Linked DNA regions of Pan troglodytes: region 1 is linked to region 2. A link is a contact called in public HiChIP or PLAC-seq data. All regions are on one chromosome and are shown on one strand. Each heading gives the region's core, a stretch centred on a gene start, on an enhancer-like site or on the middle of the called end of the contact. The rest is flanking DNA. Distances are from core to core; before and after follow the strand shown.

Region 1 (6,130 bases), core at 2,287-4,786, 260 kb after region 2:
GGCACAAGGGCACAGGTCCCCTGATTTCCTAATTTGGGTGATGGGTTCAAATGCATCCACTCTGCTGGTACAATTCATGACTAACACTGCCTTTATTCTTTTGTATGAATAAACTGATACGGCCAAAAAATTCAGAGACATTCACACACAAACCCAGCCTAGGACCCTAGAAGGCAAAGGCTCTGCAAACCTGCAGATGTGTAGGAAGCTATTACATATAGGGTTTGGGGTTCGAGTGTGCAGCTTTCCTACAAGCAGCAACAATGAATGGGACCTTTAGTCACAGGTTTACATCTCCTTCTCTAAGCATCCAAATGCACTAATTATTGCCATAATAAATAACAATGACATGATTATAGTGTGAGGCAGTTTTTTCTACTTTTAGAACCAACCTATAGACAAAGCTCAGGACACTTAATTATAGCTTCAGAATACATTGTAAATGTTGTAAAACCTTACTTTCTTTAAAAAAGTAATATAACTCTTCAGAATACATTGTTAGAAAACTTTAATTCCTAAAAAATATAACTCTTCAGACTGCAATGTCAATGTTACAAAACTATTTTAAAAAGTCATATACCCAGTACTCTGGGAGGCCAGGCAGATTACTTGAGCCCAGGAGTTCGAGATCAGCCTGGGCAACATAGGGAGACCCCATCTCTACAAAAAAAAAAATTAAAAATTAGCAAGGTGTGGTGGCACATGCTGGTAGTCCCAGCTGCTTGGGAGGTTGAGGTGGGAGAATCGCTTCAGCCCAGGAGGCGGAGGCTGCAGTGAGAGGACACAGCACCACTGCACTCCAGCCTGGGCCACAGAGCAAGACCCTGTCTCAAAAAATAAAATAATAAAAAAGTAATATAACTATTCAGAATATATTGTAAATGTTACAGAAGTTTCTTTGTAAAAGTAACTAACATGAGATGGAAAGGGGGAAAAAAAGCAAAGGGAGGGTAAGGGCATGCAATTTTTTGTCCTTCATGGAGAAAGTAAATAAATACCAACTAAAGTTGTGGAAGTTTAATTAGGTTACTGAGAGTTACAAGCCTATCCAGGAGGGAAACTGATGGGACCCTCTGCGGGAGCGGGGAGGACAGCAGGAAAGATGCATCCTTTTTCCCGCTGTGCCTCCTGGGCGTCTGAGGTCCACGTGGGCCAGTTTGTCACTGAACAGCATAGGCCCCTGGAGCCTCCCGTGCACTCCACAGCCACAGCCTGGCCTCAAGAAAGAATAGAGCCTGGCTTCACATGACCTTAGATCACTAAATTTTGACTCAGACATTAACCAGAAATACCTGCACGTCCAGGCCCAAATTTTTTAAATTGTCCTTTGTATCCACTGTGAGCTGCAGACACGGGAACCCAAACCCAGCAGACAGCACCTAATGGTGCCACCGAGTAACCATATTCCCATTGCTAGTTTTGATTCCAGAATACACAAGTGACCCCACCTCAGACCAAACAGAAGCAAGGACAACTTTGCAGGGAGCATCTCGGCGAACTTCTAGAAGCAACTGTCCCCCTCCCACCAGAACATAAGCTAAGAAGCAAACAGCTCCCATTGCTGTCAGCACAGCTGTACAACAAAAAGGAGAACCAGTTTCAGGATGAGGCCAACAAGGTGAACAATGCAGTAGAACACAGCAAGCATGTCAGTCCTGGAGGAGGCACCTGCAGAGCCGGGCCCTTCCAAGCAGAGTGAAGAAGTCTTTCAGAGGCAAAGCCTCCCAGAGAGGAGTTCAGTACCCAGAAGAGTAGGTGGACGTGGGCCTGGAAGGGCCAAGCATGAGCCCAGAGCCTCCTATGCCTGCCCAAAGTCTTAATTTTATCCCCAAAATGAACTTTTAAGGATTCAATGCTTAGGAGTAACATGGCCAGATATGCATTTTACAAAGATTACTCCAGGGACCATGTCGGTGCAAGGCTGGAAAGCAGGAGAAAGGCTACAGTAATCCAGGCAAGAAATTATAAAGTCTTAAATTAAGGTAGCAGCAGAAAGATGAAGAGAGGGAACCCCTAAGAGAAAAATGGACATCGAATGGTACTGAGATGCGGAAGGTAAGGACGAGAAAGGCCTCAAGACGGCAGCGCAGGCCCCTGCCGTACTCTGGGAAAGAAAAATTAGTGAAAAGATTAAGGCTCAAGTCCGGGTCTTTGCTGTAACCACGAGCGCGGGCGGCGCGCGCCCCCGACCCCGCGGCGCCGGCTGAGCCCGCAGGGACCCACACGCCCAGAGCGGGAGGCTGGCGGGATCCGGGCTGGTTCTCCTGGAGCTCGCCCCGCAGGGCGGGCTGCGGTGAAGAGAGCGCAGGGTCCCGAGGCGACCCGAGGCGCGGGGCCTCGGCGCCCGCCGGGCAGGCTACACTGAAGGGCACCCCGAAGACGCTGGGGGCGCGGGGCCCAGGGCCAACGGCCGAAACCCCGCCGCGATTTGGGCACGGAAAGGACGCGGGCTCGGCGGTGCGCGAAGGGCGACGGGCGCAGGGGCGGGAGACCCGGGGTCGGGCTGGTCTAAGAGTCGGGCGGCGGATCCTCGTGGGCCAGGGGCGCGGAGCCGCGCAGGCCCCACAGCGGCCCTGGGGAGATTGCGGAGCCCGGCCCGCTCTCCCGAGCGCAGGTATCTCACCTGGATCCGGCGAGGGTCACGCCAAGCCGGCTACACACCACGGAAAGGAGCCCCTCCGCGCTTTTATCCCACCGACCAATCGCACAGCGACTCGCACCGATTGACAAGCTCCACGGACCAACCACTTGCGCGTATGGGCGGGACTAAGCTAGCCAGAGTCCAGAAGCCCGCGCTAACGGTTGCTAGGGACGCACCAAACACCCCCTACGGCGCTTCGGAGGAGCCAAAGGAATAATGGGCGCCTCCGCCCCCGGGCCGGGCGGATGCGGTTTCCTCCCGACTTGCGATCAAAATGGGTGAGTAGCGCAGAGCTCGTCTCTTGGAGGCCTCTTTCTGAAGGCGGAGGACGCGGGGCGGCTCGTTCATGGGCCGGGTGGCTCCGCAGGGTAGACGAAGGCTGCAGCGTCCGCACTGGGCTGGGAACGGCTTGCAAGGGGAGCCCGGATGGCGCCCCGGAGCCAGCCAGCTGGCTAGCGGCCCCACCAGCGCAAGTGCCCCGCACCTGCCCGCCTGCTCTGCGCGTCAAGAGAAGGCGGCATTTCGCATGGGTAAAATCCGCGCGAGGACGCTGGGAGAATGTTGTTGCTCTTGCCGTTCGGCCCATTGTACAGACGCAGCCAGCGAGGCTCGCAGAGGTCAGGGATGCACGTAGGACTGGCCCGCACCTTGCAGCCACGGAAAGATCCGCCTGGCCCGCGGCCCCTCCACGCCTCCGAGGTCGAGACAGTGACATAAGTCAACTCTCGAGCCCAGGGCGTCTCTCCACTCTGCCTAGACGTCCACTCCGTCTGCCTGCAGCTACGGCTCTGTGCGTCCCGCTTCGACTCCCTCTGCTTTCCTTCCCAGCTTCTCGCCTCCAGACTGTTCCGGCTCCGCTGCCTGAAATTACCTGCTCTGGGGGAGGCGCGGCGCGCGGCCTCATGACGGAACTACAACTCCCATGAGGCGCTGGGCCCACGCAGGCGCGGCGCGGCTGAAGTCGCCGCGCCGGAATCCCATTGGCAGGGCCGGCTCTGAGGCGGGAGCCCTGATTGGCTGAGGGGTCTGAGGCGACAGATTCCGGAAAGGCGAAGAGCAGCCAACATGGCGGCGGAACGCGGCGCGGGGCAGCAACAGTCGCAGGAGATGATGGAGGGTGAGCGGCCCCTGCGGGCGGCGGCCCAAGGGCCCAGCGGGCGGGGGGAGCTGCGGGCTGGAACTGCTCCGTGCCTGAGAGAAACTCCACGTCCTGCCTCTGGCCGCCGCCGCGCGGCCCCCTGACAGCTGACAGCCGGACCCGGGGGAGCGGGGGAGGCGCTGGACCTCGGGGGATCCCCGGCCCGTGGGCGGCAGCGGCCGGGAAGGACCCAGAGCTAGGGGGAGAGCCGCGGCGCGAGGCCAGGCCGGGGGTGGGGCTGAATGGGACGCGGTGGCTCCATTCAGTCCCGTTGGAGCCTCGCCCCGAGCCTCTGAGATTGACGGGCGGGGGAGCCTCCTCGGTCAGCTGACGAGGAAACTGAGGCGCTGGGATCTACCAGAGTCTGCTCCTTGGTTCACGTGGTGAGGGTGGAGAAGGGTCTTCTCTTGAAATCGAATGGACTGTTGGGAAGGGGTAACAAGGAACCAGAAGATTGAGTTACACAAGGTGATACCTGTTTTCAAAGCTGTCATAGTTCCAAAAAGTCTAAATTCAACTTTCTTTCTTCCTCCTCATTCACTTTGTTGAAAAAAAAAAAAACCACATGCATATATGTATATGTTATACGTGCACATGTATTTGTATATAATTTTCTGCATATCTGTAGGTACAGTCGTATACGTGCATGTACAGTATGTGTAGAAACATGCGTGCACACACCCACTTAGCAACTGGGGAATCAGTTGTGTCTGTCATCAAGTGCTTAAGTACTTTTGGGTCCCATGGTTTGGTGAGGGGTACAGACCTCCCAGAAGCAGTCACTGCCTTATGTGAAAGTGGTAGGGAAGAGGAATGTGGAGCTGGGGAAGGAGGGCGGGTGCAGCAGGAAGGCCTGACATGTTTGGGAGTGGTGACAGCTGCAGAAGAAGGGCGAGCTCTGAGCTGGAGCCTGAAGAATAACTCGAAGGCAACGAGGTTGGGGATAGGGTGAGGGAAAAGAACAAGAATCACTCAAGACGAAGAAAACTGTGGTCAAAAGGTGTGGAGGAGAGTTTGACCAAATCATATGTGGTGGGGATGGGGGCGGTAGTGTTAAGGGTCTTGGACTTCATACCCTTTGAGTCTTTTTAAGAAGTGCCTCTTCATATCCTCCCACTCCCTCTTCAGCTGTTTCCATGTCTTGGTAAATGACAGATATAAAAGCCCGGCTTTTCTCTCTGTCCCACTCCCACCCATGTCCCATTAGTCAAGGAGCTCTGACTTTTACTTTTGAAAGTATCTCCAAATCTCCGATACGTCCTCCATTCCCATTGCCAGTACCTTAACTCAGACCTTCATCACATCTAGGCTAGATTGATTGTCCCTGTTCACCAGCCCATCATCCCCAGTACACCAAAGTCATTTTCTTACATGCGGATCCACTGTCCCATGTTCCAGACCCTCTCTGCTGCCCTCAGGCTCCACTTTGGCCAACCTTCGTTAGCTAAGCCTTTGCTAACCTCACACCACTCCTCCTCTTACTGGGGTTTTTGTGCCAGATTGTCATGCAGTCGAACTTTCTCTCCCTGAGCCTGGACCACCAAGTGACCTGTGCCTGGTGGTGACTAATTTGTTAAATATCTACTGCATGTCATGCACCTGCTAACTGCTCTTGTGCCTTTTCTAATGTAACCATGACAGCAACTTGCTGAGGCATAGGTTCTATACTAGCTCCCTTCCACAGACTAGGAGATTGAGGCTTTCAAATGGAAACGATTTGCCAAAGCTGCATCTCTAGCAGCAAGATGCAAACTCAGGAAGAGCATTCCAGAAATACTTTTGGACTCAAAAGATCAGATTTGGATTTTAGAATTAGATCAGACTCTCTGGCAGGGGAGAATAGGTTAAGCAGGGCAAGACAAGTCACAGAGATGAGTTAGGAGGCAGGGCAGGAGCCCAGGCTGCAGCTAATAAGTAAGTGAGCCACCGTCATTGCGGGGGTAGGGAAGAAGAGATGGATTTGGAGGTTTTAGAGGTGGGTTTTATAAGGACTTGTTTTCTACAGCAGTCCTTTCTTGGGTTTTACTTTGCTAGGCTAAGCAGGAAGTACAAAGATGAAATTGAACTTTTTCCCTCAAGAGCACATCTCTTTGTAGATAAACCATAGTCAGGAAAGAGTATTTTCAGTATGGTTGATAATTCCAAGTAATGTGTTAGTGCCTCATGTTTTCCAGACAGACTTCCAAAAGAGGTCATGAAGAAAGTTATAAAAAAGAAAAATGATTTGACAACCTTACCAAAGAATTTTTACCTGACACATTGAATTGCCTTATTCTTTAGTTCAAAAAATATTTATGAACCTTTAAAAGCCTTAAGTTGCTAACACTCTGTCCAGTGCCCGGTGTCCAGTG
Region 2 (6,110 bases), core at 2,723-5,222:
GCTGCTGTGTGCAGGATGGGGTGGCACTTCCATGCCCTCTGAAGAAAGTTCATGTGCAGGGCAGCTCTGCAGAGAGGGTAGGCAGTGGACAGAATGTGGCGCCCTCTGTCCCAGCCTCATAGCCTCCAGGGCTGCCCGTCCTGCCGTAATCACACTGGGATCTTTCCTGCCTTCCATCACTGTCTCAGCTCATTCGGTGACTCTGCACCCCCCAGGGCCAGCGTCTCCTCCTCAGAGCCAAGTCCACACCTGGCAGAGCAGACTGTCTGAGAGGACAGCCAGTGACTGCTCAAGAGGAGTGGCTCCATAGCTCCCCGGGGCTGACCTGGGTCACAGCCTCTTTGGGTTCTGTCCGAGGCACATCCCCTGCTGGTGCTAGACAGGAAAAGACACCCATGGCCGGCTGTGTGGGTGCCTGGCGGCCAGAGTGTCTGTGCCTGCTCATCATCTGTTCCTGTGTCCCCACGTGGGCCCAGCACAGCCAGGATTAGGGACTGTCCCCAAGGAGATAAGGCTGTAACTCCTTATCTCCTTGATAAGGAGATACAAGGTTATCCTTGATAAGGATAAGCAAGGTTTCCTGTTTCAAGGGAACAGTGACAAAACCGGTGATGGCGTATCTACAGACAGGTGTTCCTCTGAGCCCAGGAGGGTTCTTCCTCAGCCTCCGAAGCCAGGCAGGTCGGGCAGGACGAGGAGGACGGCATCTAGAATGGCCATGGGTGCCGAGTACTTTCCCCGGTCCCGGGGAGGGAGGCGTGAGGTCCAGAGAACAAGAGCTCAACCCCCATCAGGCTGTGGGTCAGGACTGGGCAGGGCCCCCCGAGCCCCGCCCTCCCGAGAGCCCACCCCACAGAACGCCTGCACTCAGGGAGGACCCTCTATCCCATCCTCCACTGTCCCAGGGCATTCCCGGGGGGCCCAGCCAGGCTCCGGCCAAGGCCTACCCTGTGGGTTCTTCTTCTACTCCAGCCATGGCCCTGGTCTGGGAGCCCCATAATGGACACCCAGCAGTGAGGCCTTGGGGGGCATGCACGGGGCTGGGCCAGCCCTCGTGTCCTGGAAAGGCGTCCTGGGGGGAATCCAGGCCACTGCCGGCAGGCGTGGGCTTTCCTGTACAGCCACAGAGGGGCAGGGTTAAGGGGGAGAAGCAGCAAAGGGGGAGAAGTGGAAAAGAAACGAGGATGCGTCCAATGGAGCAGCCAGGACCCCAAGGCTAAGAGGAGGTGGGCGGCAAGGAGGGCCTGCCTCGGGTCAGGGCCCCACCAAGAGGAGGGACCAACCTTCATGGTTCACCAGGACTCTCCCAGGAAATCCCTCCTCCCTGGGCAAACCCTGCAGTGACTGAGGAAAAGGAGCACGGGAGGACATCTGGGAAAATCATGGACTTGGAGCTGCCGCAGGCGGGGGAGGCTGAACTGCAGGCGGCCACGCCCACCCCAGATGGCACAGAGGCTCCAGGCGATGCCCGCCTAGACCGACAAAATCCCATCCTCACATTTGGTCTCATCCAGGGCAACTCCACAGCCAGAAGGAACTTTCTAAAACTCAAACAGGCCGGGCGCAGTGGCTCATGCCTGTAATCCAGCACTTTGAGAGGCCAAGGCGGGAGGATTGCTTGAGGTCAGGAGTTCAAGAGCAGCCTGGTCAGCATGGTGAAACCCCGTCTCTACTAAAAATACAAAAATAAGCTGGGCATGGTGGCAAGTGCCTCTAATCCCAGCTACTCCGGAGGCTGAAGCAGGAGAATCACTTGAACCTGGGGGGCGGAAGTTGCAGGGAGCCAAAATAGCGCCACTGCACTCCAGTCTGGGAGACAGAGCGAGACTCCATCTCAAAAATAAATAAATAAATAAAAATAAAATTAAACACAGATGGGAGCCCCTGCCCACCGGCCCTCCTGAGAGCCGTCACCTGCAGAGGCCACAGGGGGTGTCTCCACCTGGCTGGGCCCAGTGCACGTCACCTTTGGCCTGGATGTACGGCTTCAGGTCAGGGTGTCTCTCCAACACCCCCACTCAGGCCACCGGGCCACCCCTGAACATGGGCATCTGTGTCAGGACTGACACAGGACTTGCTTCTGGCGTATGAGGTCTTATCTCCACCTATCCAAGAGGCTCGCATGGGAGATCACACCAGCCTCCCAGCCACTCCCCACCGTCCACAGGTCCACACGGATGCCCCTTCCTCACTCTACCCGCCCTGCCGTCCACAGGTCCACATGGATGCCCCTTCCTCACTCCACCCACCCTGCCCCCAGCAGGAACTCTCACCAGAGGCCAGGGCCACACCCTCTAAGCCCTGACCCACCTCAGGGGAGTTCAGCGGAGCCCCAGCAGGAAACGCTGCCCCTCCCCACTCAGGCTGAGGCATGGAGGGCAGGACTCTCCATGGCCACAGGGCCTCCCAGGACTCTGAGGGTAGGCGACCGGCAGTCTTGGATCCCTGGGGGATCTGGAGGCTGCTCAGGGAGGGGCCCAGCCCATGGAGTGGGTGTCCTCAGTCTGGACCTGAAGCCAGAGGTCATGCTTGGGCCAGAAGCACGAGGTTCGGAAGGACTGACTAGGCCCCTGGCACCCCAGGGACTGTCCAGTGAAGCCCAGCCTGGATGTCCATGGGGCCATGTCTGGCCAGAGAGCCTGGCCTGTCCCTGCAGGACCACCCTGGAGGTTGTCCTCAGGAGTGGGGGTGAACAGAGCACAGGCGTTTCTCTGGGAGGGCTCCTTTTGAGTACAGGTGCCTCTGCTTCTTGAATTTCGCCTCTGAGGAGGTGGCCTGGGCCCTCAGCCCCTCTCTCAGCAGCCCCAGGGACAAACATGCAGTCCCCCAAGTTGGCATCCACCTCCACTGCCCGGGCCCCTGTGGCCTTGCTGGGCAGGCTGCCTCCCAGTCTCCTGGGCTGGCTCCAAGAACCTGGGTCTCTGAGAGACTCGGAGATGTACCCGTCCCCAGAGGCCCCTGAACAGGGCAGCCTTTCATGGGAGGGCAGCCACTCCTGCTACAGGGCCCACCTCTGCGGCTGTCCCTTCCCCAGAGGGACTCCTGCCAGCATCAGCTCAAGGAGGTCCCAGCTCAGAATGAGGAGCCCCAGAGGGAGTGGAATGGGGCGGAAACGCTGGCATGGCTGCCTGCCAGGCACCTGACTTCATCCGAGGCCCCGGGAGGCCCAGGCTCCGAGCCACAGAGCTCAGCGTCTGTAGGGACAGCCGGCCTGGAGGTGGCAGGCATGGCCCTGCTCCTCTCCCATTGCCTCACCTATGGGAAGCTGCCCTGCCCTGGCATCCAGACAGCCCCTGGCAGCCCCTGGGGTGGGAAGCCGTGGGCAAGTTCTGCAGACCCTCCACCATGCATGCTGACCAGGGCCTTCTCCCCTTCGGACAGGGTGGCTGGCAGTCCTTTCCGATTCCAGAGGGTGGGAAACAGTGCAGCTTCCCAGGGCAAGGGTGGACCCATGGGCAGGTGACTCTGAAGGGCTCTAGCGGGAGTCAGACTCCAGAAGGACTCACAGGTGCAAGGCCAGGAAGACAAGCTTCCTTTGCCCCTCAGGCAGGCAGCGTCCCTCTCCAGGCCTCAGTCCACCACCTGTGACGACCACTACGTTCTTTGACAAATGTTTTTCAAAAGTCATAGTTTATGAGTCCAGATCAAGGAAGACCAGTGATCTGCGTGCTGCCTCTGCCTGCCGTGTGTCCAGCAAGCACACAGCTCCCCCTGGAGCGAATGCGGGAGGGGGTGTCTGGGAGAAAGGCCAGCCCCTCCCAGGTGCCGTTGCTCAGGTAGACAGTTTTACCCAGGGCGTCTCCAGGTCTCCAGGCAAAACTGCTTCCAGCCAACAGCGTTCCTTTGTCCCCATAGCAACAGGGTCCTGCACTCCTGTTTCCAGGGAAACCTAGCTCTCAGCGTCCCGGTTGCCACAGCAACGCCTACGGGCTCAGCTGGCCATACTGTCTTACCCACAGGGCAAGAGCAACTGGGTGCCCAGGCTCGGGACACAAGACTGCAGAGCCAGGTGCCACACAGGTGTGGGGCCCGTGGACCAAGGAAGACCCTGGCCAGTTGGAGGAGAATTGCCAGGTAGCAAAGCCCAGCCTTCTCTGGGGTCCTGCGCTCTGGGCTGCAATGAGCTCTGCCTCCAGTGAGCCTGGCAATGGGGACGCCTCCCAACAGCCCCTACTGGGGCTGGACACCGTGATCCAGGTCAGTGGGGTGGTCACTTCCCTGCACCCTCCTGAGAGCAGGTTGCCAGGACACTTTGGAAGGGACGCGGCAAAGAGAGGGGATGGCCAGGAGGCACCTTCCTGGCTCCCGGGGCACTTTCCACTTGCTCACGTGTTTGCCTTGAGCGTGCAGCCAGTCACGGATGCAAGCAGGTGCACCTGCACGCACACACAGGCAGCCTTCAGCCAGGAGAGAGAGCCTGGGGAGAGAGGGCCCAGGGCCGCTGCTGGCTATAGACATTCAGGTGGCCGGCGTCCCTTGCAGCCACAGGTTTGCAGGGTGGAGAGAGAGCCCGGGGCCGCTGCTGGCTGTGGACGTTCAGGTGGCCGGCGTCCCTGGCAGCCACAGGTTTGCAGGGTGGAGAGAGAGCCCGGGGCCGCTGCTGGCTGTGGACGTTCAGGTGACTGGCGTCCCTGGCAGCCACGGGTTTGCAGGTTGCGCACTGGGGTGGGGACGGGCAAGCAGCCCTTGGTGCTGACATTCTGGGACCTCGTTCACTGCCCTCCCATGGCCAAGTGTGGGGCCAGCAGGGCCTCTCGGGGGCAGTGTTCCCGTCGCTGCACATTTGTGGGAGGCTGTGGCTCAGCCCTAGTGTCTATTCTGTGGCTTCCAGATGTTCTGGTTCTGTCTTCGTAGCACCTGGTGTGTGACAACAGTGGCTGGGAATTGTCCCATGTCCCTCTCCCCTTGCCTCCCTACTTCCCAGAGCCCACCTAGGACCCAGCCTGCGGTCCCACCTCGGATATCCCTCCTCCCTGCACTGCCGTCACCTGCTGCTGACCACCACAGCCAGGCGGCCCCACCTCCAACGGACCCCTCGGGACCCCAGGGAACCCCTGACGAACTGGCTTACTCATGGTTGCTTGTTAACCCAGCTCTTAGCATCTCAAAACTATGCCACGGCAGGCTGACATGGCCCTATCCAAACAATACAGATCACCTGAAAAGAGAAATGGCCACAGCTGGTGCAGGTGACCGAGTGACAGGGTAGATGCAGGGTTTGCTCACACACAGGGCTGCATGAGGACTCAAGGGCAGGATATTTGAATCAGGTGATGCAACAAGACAAAGAGGTGCCGTGGGGTGAGCTCTACCTCCTCCACCTGGGGTGAGCTCTACCTCCTCCACCTGGAGCTCGGCCAGCTCTGCCTGGGTGTTGGCTCCATGAGTTCTGAGAGCAGGGCTGGTGAATGGAGGCTGGAGAGCCAGCACACTACGTTTACAGGACACTGCAGCCCTGTGAGGATTCTCAACCCTTCGGATGTCAGGAAAGCCAAGGCGTAAGGGTTGGAGGGAGCTGCTGTGGTTAGCGGCTGGTCTGAGGGGGAACCCAGGCCGGTGCTGACATCAGGCAGGGGCATGAGCACTGTGCAAATGTGGCTGAGAGATGCTTTGCTTTGCCTGCCCCCAAATTCCCACTGTCCCCAGGAAACTCATCTGGAGGCTACGCAGGCCCCAGTGAAGACTGCTCTGCCTGCCCTGCTGACACCTGTTATTTTTGCTGTAGTGATTGAGATCTTGATGCCATTACCCCAGAGTGAGCAGGGAGCAGGTGGGTGCCAGACGCCCAGATCAGCTGTCCAGATGGGCAGCAGAACCGTAGGGACCCTCCACCCTCCAGCTACAGCCTGGGAGACCGCAGGGCCTGAGGAAGGCTGTGGCTTGAGGATGCAGGAGGCCCCCCGTGACCAGGGGTGGTGGCTCTGGACGGATGGCGAACATGCTCCCAGGCCCGGAGGAGCCTCTCTGACATCCCTCTTCCTCCGGCCACAGCTGCTCTCCCCTCCTTTGGAAGCCCCCCAGCAACCTCTGCACAGCACCCCAGAATGCCCCCACCCCAGAGCTGGAATTGGATGTAAAGGGGCAGGCTTGGAAACTCTCAACCTCTGTCC

The links. HiChIP or PLAC-seq counts read pairs in DNA pulled down with a chosen protein or histone mark.
Region 1: an H3K4me3 HiChIP or PLAC-seq map of stem cell-derived excitatory neurons shows a contact between it and region 2, with 6 times the contacts expected there. The contact joins the promoter of PASK here to the promoter of CROCC2 in region 2. A contact is called at or near these places in 1 of 7 Hi-C or Micro-C datasets (stem cell-derived neural progenitor cells) and 1 of 1 datasets of contacts at active chromatin or transcription factors (stem cell-derived excitatory neurons).

The regions. Positions count from the first base shown.
Region 1 is chr13:143,449,483-143,455,612 of NHGRI_mPanTro3-v2.0_pri, forward strand. PASK (PAS domain containing serine/threonine kinase) reads right to left here and starts at 3,537. Exons shown (of 18, transcript XM_009444720.4): 1 at 3,289-3,537. It overlaps PPP1R7 (protein phosphatase 1 regulatory subunit 7), which reads left to right and starts at 2,814. Exons shown (of 9, transcript XM_016950916.4): 1 at 2,814-2,919. The coding sequence starts at 2,916.
Region 2 is chr13:143,192,128-143,198,237 of NHGRI_mPanTro3-v2.0_pri, forward strand. CROCC2 (ciliary rootlet coiled-coil, rootletin family member 2) reads left to right here and starts at 3,973. Exons shown (of 31, transcript XM_024354729.3): 1 at 3,973-4,197. The coding sequence starts at 4,120.